Regions from separate parts of the Hordeum vulgare genome. Here regions 2 and 3 are each linked to region 1. Evidence: chromatin contacts called from public Hi-C data. All regions are on one chromosome and are shown on one strand. The core of a region is the stretch at or near the end of the contact, and the rest is flanking DNA. Distances in the headings are between cores, read along the strand shown.

Region 1 (2,841 bases), core at 230-2,729:
GGTGGAGATCACAAGAATGCACAAGGTTTAGGGAGTGAATGTTGAATAAATCCTAGTACATCTCTTGCTGCTAGATAGTTAGTCTTTTCTCTTAACTTTACTGTAGCGTTTCAGGCTGTTGTCGCCGTTGGACTGCAGCTAGTTCAAATCTTTCATTTCTCGGTCAAGTTAATTAATTAGCGATAGGGTTAGTTGTCCTGGTCTTTGCCTAACAAACCAGGACCGATTCCAGCGGACACACGACCCACTCGTGGGATGGCACGAGATTTAAGGATCATGGAGTTCAGCTCCTGCTTTTGTACTCTGAATAAGGTGATGAAATAGACAGACAGAAAAGTTGCAGTTCAGGCAACACAAAAACGACTGTCCACTGATCGAACAGTTCATCGCACTTAGTTTCTTTTGATCTTCAGTGATAACAATTTCTAATTTTGTTATCCAATTCAAATTATGTTCGAAGGTGTTGAAAAAAGTTTCGGTTCCAATTTTTTGTTCACCTATATATAAAATGTTTACATCTAAAAAAAGGGTTTTCGAAATGTTCTCTGTCTGAAATTTTGTTCTGAATCTAAAACGTTGTCCCTGTTTTCAAATTTTGTTAACCAATTCAAAAAATGTGCATGTTCTAGAACTTGAAAAATTGTTCACCTTTTTAAAAATGTTCTGGAATTCCGAACAAATGTTTGGATATTAAATTATTTGTTTATAATTTCAAAAGATGTTCCATTTTTGAGTTTTCTTTAAATATTTGTAAACGGTTCACATTTTGAAAAATGTTCGGGAAGTTGAAATTTCTTCATAATTTGAAAAGATGCTGTGAAATTGTTCATGTTTAATTTTTCGCATTCTCAAAATGTCATCATTTTTTTCTTAAAATTGTTTCAGTTTCAAAAAGTATCCTGGAATTTAAAAAAAATCTCTTTATTTTGTTCACAATTTAAGGGAGATGTACGAGTTTTAAAAAATATTTACAAATTTAGAAAATGTCCGTGTCTTCAATTTTTTGGTTCAAAATTTCAAAACGTGTTCCTATGTATCAAAAATTCTGTTCTTTTACGAACAATATTTAGAAAATTTCAAAATCTGACGGAATAATGAATTCCATTCCTGTAATTCAAAAAATATTTTAAAATCTCAAGTTTGTTTCACATTTTACAAAAAATATATGGTTCTAAATCAGTTGAAAATAATTAAATAATATGTACACTACACTAAATAGACGGCTAGAGTAAATATCATGTTATAATTAAAACAGGTTTACGCTATCATCTATCGCTATAAGCTATAAGGTGTAGTGGCTTGCAGTACCTGGCGTCACGAGTTCGAAACTCGCAACGTAAATTTTTTGATACATTCATTTCTAGACAAATTTAAGATAAGAATTTTAAGACGAAGGGAGTGTGAGCCAGTCCAGTAGGTGGACGCCCTTATGCGTGAGGCCGACTATTTGTTGCAGTAAGCGTCGTCTGGAAGCTTCCAAATCCTATATGCCGCCCGCGGACGTCATACAGGTGAGGCTCCGTTGAAGGGTTGCCACCCGACGACTGTGTTCAGGCCGGCCCACAGTCGGCTTCCATGCTTCTTTCTCTTTTATGTTTTTTTTCTTTATTTTTCCTTTTCCTGTTTCATATTTTCCCCATTTCCTTTCTTTTCTTATATTTCCATGTATTATGCAGAATTTTATTTTCTATTATAAATGGTTATGGTATACTAAGAAAATGTTCATATATATGACAAAAAGGATCACCATACAGTACAAAATGTTCATCGTATATTAAGAATTTGTTCAATGAATACTACAAATGTTCAATGTGTATTTTAATTTTTTAGCGTATATTATACAAAATGTCTTTTTTAAAAATTGTTCGATGTACATTACACAAATATTTAACGTGTACTAAAAAATTATTCAATGTACCTTCCAAAATGTTCAATGCATATTCAAAAATTGTTCAACATACATTAAAAAAATGTTCAATGTGTATTCGGATTTTCTGCAATTTATATATTCATATGTACAAAATACTGGTGCTACAGTAACGGACTGGTACAGTGTGTCCCGCTACAGATTTCCAGCAGATGTTTTGATTATTTAAATTGCAAATGGGACTTGTTGGATGGACCTTGTGTGAAGCGAGTGCTTCTTGACGCACAAAGGCGTCCGACACAGACTCTCCTCTCCCCCTGACCCCATCCTGTGTGTTCTTAACCGTCACCGCGTGTTGCATTCTGAACGCTTTCTTTAGGTTTTGTTTTTGTATTTTTTGCACGCATTTTCGGCCTTTTAGAGTAGTTTTTTCTGATTTTTTTTGTGCTTCGGTTTTTCATCGATCTTTTTTAGCATACCCGTGCCTTTCGTAAAGGAAAAACGTGATTTTTTTTTATAAGAGGCAAATTTTTGCTTTCGTGAGAGACACATTTTTGCCTTCGTGAGCGGCATGGCCGTGCCTCTCGAAAAGGAGAAAAACACGGAAAAAAATGTGTTTTCTATTTTTTTCTATCGCGAGAGGTAAGGCTTTATTGGTCCATATTATGAAAAAAAGTTCGCCAAAACCTATCAACATGAGATCTAGTTTTAATCATCTCGATGTGAGAAATGCAACGAAGAAAATGATTCGAAATGTGGACGCACGGTTTAGAAGATAAGAAGTTTTAAATTACGCACCTACAAAAAAAGAAAAACTCCCAGGTTGCGACAAGTGGTACGTATGCAACGCACCACTTGTCACAACCTGAAATGTGGGAATGATCTTTGAAATGAGTAGTCCCTAATTAATGATTTCGGGTGGATACCACTATGTATAATATCTCTTATGGGCCAGCCAAAAGACCAAGATGTGT
Region 2 (2,841 bases), core at 161-2,660, 570 kb before region 1:
CAGAACGTACCGAAACCACAGTGTTGAAGAAAGCGGCATTATTAAGTGCAACTCAAGAACTTAATTCATGAAAAGCCATGCTACCATATTTGACCAATTAACTCTTGGCGCAAAAAAAAGAAATCGATCAAAGAATAACAGAGGGTGAAAGTAAGCTATAAGCATATAGTAACCCAATCATGGCAATGCTAAGAGTTGGCAACAACAAGAGCCCCTGTGTTACAAGAAAAGTAAAGCCAGACACCTCCTATACAACAGTTTGGCAGAATAAGTCCCCGGTTAGCAGAATGTTCTCATTGCTGTTGAGCATCTAAACCCATTCAGTCCTTGCAAATCTAAACATTTAGTTTGATAACCTAGCATGCAGTAGATTGAAATGGACCAGAATTCAATGACAGCACAAAGTATAACCTCAGCACACACAGCAACAGCCATGAAACTAGCATACTAAAGTGCTCATTCTAAATAAATACTCCCTCCGTAAAGAAATATAAGAGTGTTTAGATCACTAAAGTACGAACATCTTTACCTTTCTACTACAGGTGCTTCTGGCATTGCATAAGAATGTGGTAGTGAAAATTTGGTAGAGTTGAGCACTGAAATACCACAATTACAGCCTCGAAAAATACTAGGAACAGGACAGCTAAAAAAAAATTGAAGCATGAAAAACAAGTAGCTATACTCCATTGCTAAGAACAAAATTAAAGATAGCTGTAGAAACTAGAAGCAGAAACACCTCCAATACGACAGTTGACAGCATAAGTGCCCACTTAGCAGAACGACTTCCTTGATGTTGAACACCTAAACTCATCGTTGCCAAACTAAGATTTTGGTTTGATAATCTAGCATACAGTGGAACGAAATGGACCATAACGCAATGACGGTACAAGGTACCTCAACACCTCAACAAGAGGCTAGAGCGATGAAATCGGCATGCCGAAATGCCAATTCGAACAACTAACCTAACCAAATTTGGCACTTCCCCGCAAGCCCTAACATCAATTCGAGCCCAAAATAGCAGACGCCACGTCTCCGCAGCACAAAACCTCAAGAGCAATCGGCAATTTACCTCCTCAACGGCCTTCTCTCGCGCCCTCTCGGACAGCCGCAGCGCGCGTATCTCCGTGTGCGCCTCCCCGAGCTCCCGCTCCTTGTCTAGCAGCACAAAGCAGCAAAACAGTCAGAGCCTTCCCCGGCGCATTGAAAAACAGCGGGAGCAGATCAGCGGCTCACCCCTGAGCTCGTTCTCGAGGCGGGTGAGCTCGACCCGGACGGGATCCGAGCCGTGCATGAGCGCCATGAGCTCGTCGGCGTCGAGGCTGGCCCGCACCGCGCCCCTGCGCCGCGAGAAGCCCCTGGGCACCGCCGCATTCCCCTCCTCGCCGCCGTCGGCCATCTCAGATCTGAGCCCCGGCGGGCCGCCCCGGCATGCAGGGTCCGCCGGTCGGAGGGAGCCCTCGCCCCCGCCGCGTCAGGCGGCGAGCCTCCCCCGCGTCAGGCGGCGGGCTCCCTGTCGCGCGCCGGATCGGGGGAAACCCTAGCTAGCTGAGCGAGCTCCGGCGCTTGCTCCTCCTCTTCCCCTGCGCGTCACTGTGCGTGTGCTGTGCTGTGTGTGTCTCGCTTTTAGTAGTTGCGGTTGTCTTGCTCTTAAGTGGCGCGTTTAAAAAAACTCGGGCAGGGGAGGGGAGGGGAGGGGCTTTTTGGATTATCTTTAGTGTAAGCGTGTGGGGTTTTGAGAGCGATTAGTGGCTTGTTTTCTGTTTTGATGGAGGTAGATTAGGGTGGTCACGGTGCTATTTATAGAGAGGGAAGGATCGTTTGCAATGCTCTCACCAAAAAGAACAGAATCAACACTTTAAACAAGTTATTACTTACTAGCAAAAGGGTCAAGGGTTGCAACGGGAGAAAGAAATACCATACGGCACACGCTCTTAATTTATAAAAAATGTCTATAATTTAAGAATTTATAGTTACGATACAAATAAAGATGGTCTTATCCTACAAAAATGCAGTTCAAAATTTCACGAGTCTTCTATTTTAACACGGCTTGCATGTAGATTTAATGCGTACAAAGAATCAGTAAGTGACCTTCGGTTTCATCTCTAATCCTGATTTTGTTGACGTGTTCATCCCTAACCCGGATGAGTACCGGTATGAAAGAAAGACGAAACTTATTTATTAAGATTGCACCCTAGATAGTATTTTTATTAAATGTTTAACAGATAAAATAATATCATATCTAAATTCTACATATTTTTATAATCAAATTCCATGTATAATATGTTAAATTTGGAGTTACGGTTTAAAAGATATGAGTATTTAAAAAAATATTTAATATATACTACGAGTTTAATGTCATAAACAGTAAGGGCTTTTTTGTAAAATCACCTCGGTGGGTTTTCCGACGAAAGTTATAGCCTCTTTATTATTAGGTAAAGATTTCGAAAAAAAAGTATTGGCCTTACAATAAAAAAAAGTTTGCATTGGAATTACTCCCTCCGTTTCTAAATATAAGTATTTTTAAAGATTTCATAAAGGAACTACATACGAAGCGAAATGAGGGTAACTTTTTTATATGGATTTTTATCTAGGATTGAAAGGAGTATTTTTATCTACATACGAAGCAAAGTGTGGGGAAGCTGGAATTGAGCGAAACTTCTAAAAAGATTTTTACCTAGGATCGGAGAGAGTATTTTTTATGTTGACAACTTTTTTATATGGATACAACTTTTTTATGGCAAATATAAGGTCAAGTTTGTTCAAAAAAGTTTGAACTGTTGTTGGCTTGTTTGTAATTGCCATAAAAAATCATATATCATGCATATACACCGGAGAGCCAAA
Region 3 (2,841 bases), core at 239-2,738, 530 kb after region 1:
TGAATATTAATTTTCTTCAGAATTTTAAAACTCCTTCATGATTTTTGTTCAAATTTTCAAAATTTAGTAAATTCTTGAATTTTAAAAAACATTCAGGAATTTTCAATATTAGATGAACATTATATTCATGAAAATCGTAAAATAAAAAAAGATCAAAAAAGATACAAAAGAAAAACAAAAGAAAAATGAAAAACAAAGTGTGCAAAAAATGTTCGAGAAGAAAACAAGAATAAGAAAACCAGTGGAAGTCATGCCGACATTAATTATCCAATCAAACTATTCCGAATTAAGTGAGGGAACAAATTTGCTTGGTCTTGTAAACCAATGAGTCGGACTGTGTGTGCTTTTTATTCTACTAAGTAGGGGAACCCTAGTGTCGGCGGTTGCAAAGATGGGCCGGCCCAACTGCACAGGGGCCATGGCCTGCTTTTTCCACCTGTTTTCTTTCCTGGTTTATGCTCTATTTTTATATATTTTTATATACTTTACAATATTCTAATATATATAGAGATAAAAAAGACACTTTAAAAACGCATTGAAAAAATGTTGGACAAGTATATGAAAAATGTTGAATAAATATTAGAAAATTCTGAATAATATTTATATCTTTTTAAACAAATGTTTGAACATCATAAATAAGTATGAAAAATGTTGAAAAAGTATTTGACAAAGTATGAAAAATGTTATTTGAACATCGTAAATAAGTATGACAAATATTTGAACATCGTAAATAAGTATGAAAAACGTTAGCAAATTATTTAAAAAATATGGTACAAGTATTTTAAAATGTTGAATAAGTATTCAAAATATTTAACAAGTATTCAAAAACGTCTGAATAAATGCTGAAAAATTATAAAGCGATATTTGAAAAACATTAGAACTGTATTTACAAATGTTGAAAAAGTATTGCAAAAATATTAAATACGCAATCGTACAATGATGAACGGGAATAAAAACATTTTGATCACTTATTAAAAACTGTTTTTGACATATACAAAAATATAGAATAAAAACAAAAACAGACAAAGAAAAAACAAATAAACAAATAAATGTAGAATAAAAAAGTAAAGAAAAAAGATAGAGAAGAAAGAAAAATATCAATCAAAAAATAGAATAATGCAAAAGAGAATATAATAGCCAAATAAAAATAAAGAAAAATGAATGTAAAAGAATTAAAGAAAATGGAAAGGAAAAAATTAAATAAGAAAAATAAAATAAAAGGGGGAAAATATTGAAGAAAAAGAAAAAAGAAAACAAAAGAAACAGAAAAAATCATTGAAAGACCATGAAAACCAGCCCTTTTCGCCTTAAATAGAGCATGCTTAACATAATTAGCGCGAATGCGACTTCAGCTGAGGGCAAAGACGTGAGCTCTTAATCGGTGCATTAAGCGTCGCTTAGGATAACTGACGTCTGTAGCGCTCATAGCTGGGCTGCTTCTACAACCGGCCGATTCTCATTCATTCGAACGCTAGAAGAATCCGATCAGTGGGAGAAAGGGGACTCGAACTTATCTCGCCATCAACAGCCGCAAGTGGCACTAACCACTAACCACTAGACCGAGCTGCCTCTGACGATCATTACGACGAAACAAAACTACTTGCCTTCTCGTTGTACATAATTAAAATATACATTTTATATACCTTATATAATTTATATGAAAAAAACAAACTTTGAAAGAAATTCAATAAACTTTGTAAAACCACGAATTTAAAAAAATTGAAAAATTGAATAGATTAGTACACATTGAAAAAATTTCAAATTTGAGAAACATCACAAAATTGATATTTTTAATTAAATTTCGAAATAAATTCAAAAATTGGAAAAAAGTTCATCAAATATGAAAAATGTTCGTCGAATTTGGAAAAAAGTTCAACCAATTTGAAAATAGTTCAACGCAGCTAAAAAAGTCCACTGAATTAGCAAAAAGTTCACCAAATTTCAAAAAAAGTTCATGCAATTGAAAAATGGTTCATCTGATTTGAAAATTTTCACAAATTTTAAAAAAGCATCCAATCTGAAAAAACTTCATCAAAATTAAAAAAAGGTTCATTAGATTTGAAAAAAAAGTTCATGGATTTTGAAAAAAGTTCATAAGAATTGACAAAGAAGTCATTGATTTTGAAAAAAGTTCATCGAACTTGAAAATAAATCATCTAATTTTAAAAAGTTCATTTGAGTTGAAAAAAAAAATCAAACTTGAAAAAAATGATTTTGAAAAAAAGTTCGTCGAGTTGGATAAAAGTTCATCGAATTTGAAAAAAAATTCATTGAATTTCAAGTAACTTCATCGAATTTTGAAAAGGTTATCTGAATTTGAGAAAAGTTCATCATAATTGGAATAAATTCATCGAATTTGACAAAAGTTCATCGAATCCAAAAAAAATCGTCGATTTTGAAAAAACTTCAGCGGATTTCAAAAAAGTCATCAATTCAAAAACAATTCTTGAGGAAAAAGAGAAAAAGTTAATAGATTTTAGAAAACGTACACAATTTTTTTTAAAATTCGCCAAATTGATAAAAAAATCATTGTATTTCAAAAGGTTCATAGATTTGAAGAAAAGGGCCATGTATTTGCAAGATAATTCATTAACCCAGGAAGAGAAAAAGAAAAAATAGAAAAGGAAAAAGAAAACTAAAAAAATGAAAGAAGGAGAACGGAAGGGAACAGATAAAGTAAAGGAAGGGTTGCAATTAACAATATACTGGCTTCTTGGCGGGTTGGTTGCTCCAATCCATATGGATGAGGAGGTCGTTGGTTCGAACTTCACGGGCGCACTATATTGTTTCTTGGCGGGTTGGTTGCTCCAATCCATACGGATGAGGTGGTCGTTGGTTCGA

The links. A called contact is a pair of places that touch in the nucleus more often than the background predicts.
Region 2: a contact with region 1 is called in a Hi-C map of leaf, with 3 times the contacts expected there. The contact joins the promoter of LOC123407116 here to the enhancer-like site in region 1. A contact is called at or near these places in 2 of 6 Hi-C or Micro-C datasets (leaf and seedling).
Region 3: a Hi-C map of leaf shows a contact between it and region 1, with 8 times the contacts expected there. The contact joins two enhancer-like sites. A contact is called at or near these places in 3 of 6 Hi-C or Micro-C datasets (leaf and seedling).

Annotation. Positions count from the first base shown.
Region 1 is chr7H:108,248,397-108,251,237 of MorexV3_pseudomolecules_assembly, forward strand. No RefSeq gene overlaps it. Among protein-coding and RNA genes, the nearest start is that of LOC123411478, 44 kb to the right of the region's middle. Within about 2 kb of position 1,480, at least 3 of the 3 cell types and tissues checked have open chromatin away from gene starts, as enhancers often do. A contact at or near this core is called in leaf and seedling, where this site is marked.
Region 2 is chr7H:107,679,165-107,682,005 of MorexV3_pseudomolecules_assembly, forward strand. LOC123407116 (microtubule-associated protein 70-3) reads right to left here and starts at 1,411. Exons shown (of 11, transcript XM_045100171.1): 1 at 1,234-1,411; 2 at 1,070-1,155. The coding sequence starts at 1,396.
Region 3 is chr7H:108,780,318-108,783,158 of MorexV3_pseudomolecules_assembly, forward strand. No RefSeq gene overlaps it. Among protein-coding and RNA genes, the nearest start is that of LOC123413071, 18 kb to the right of the region's middle. Within about 2 kb of position 1,489, at least 1 of the 3 cell types and tissues checked has open chromatin away from gene starts, as enhancers often do. A contact at or near this core is called in leaf, where this site is marked.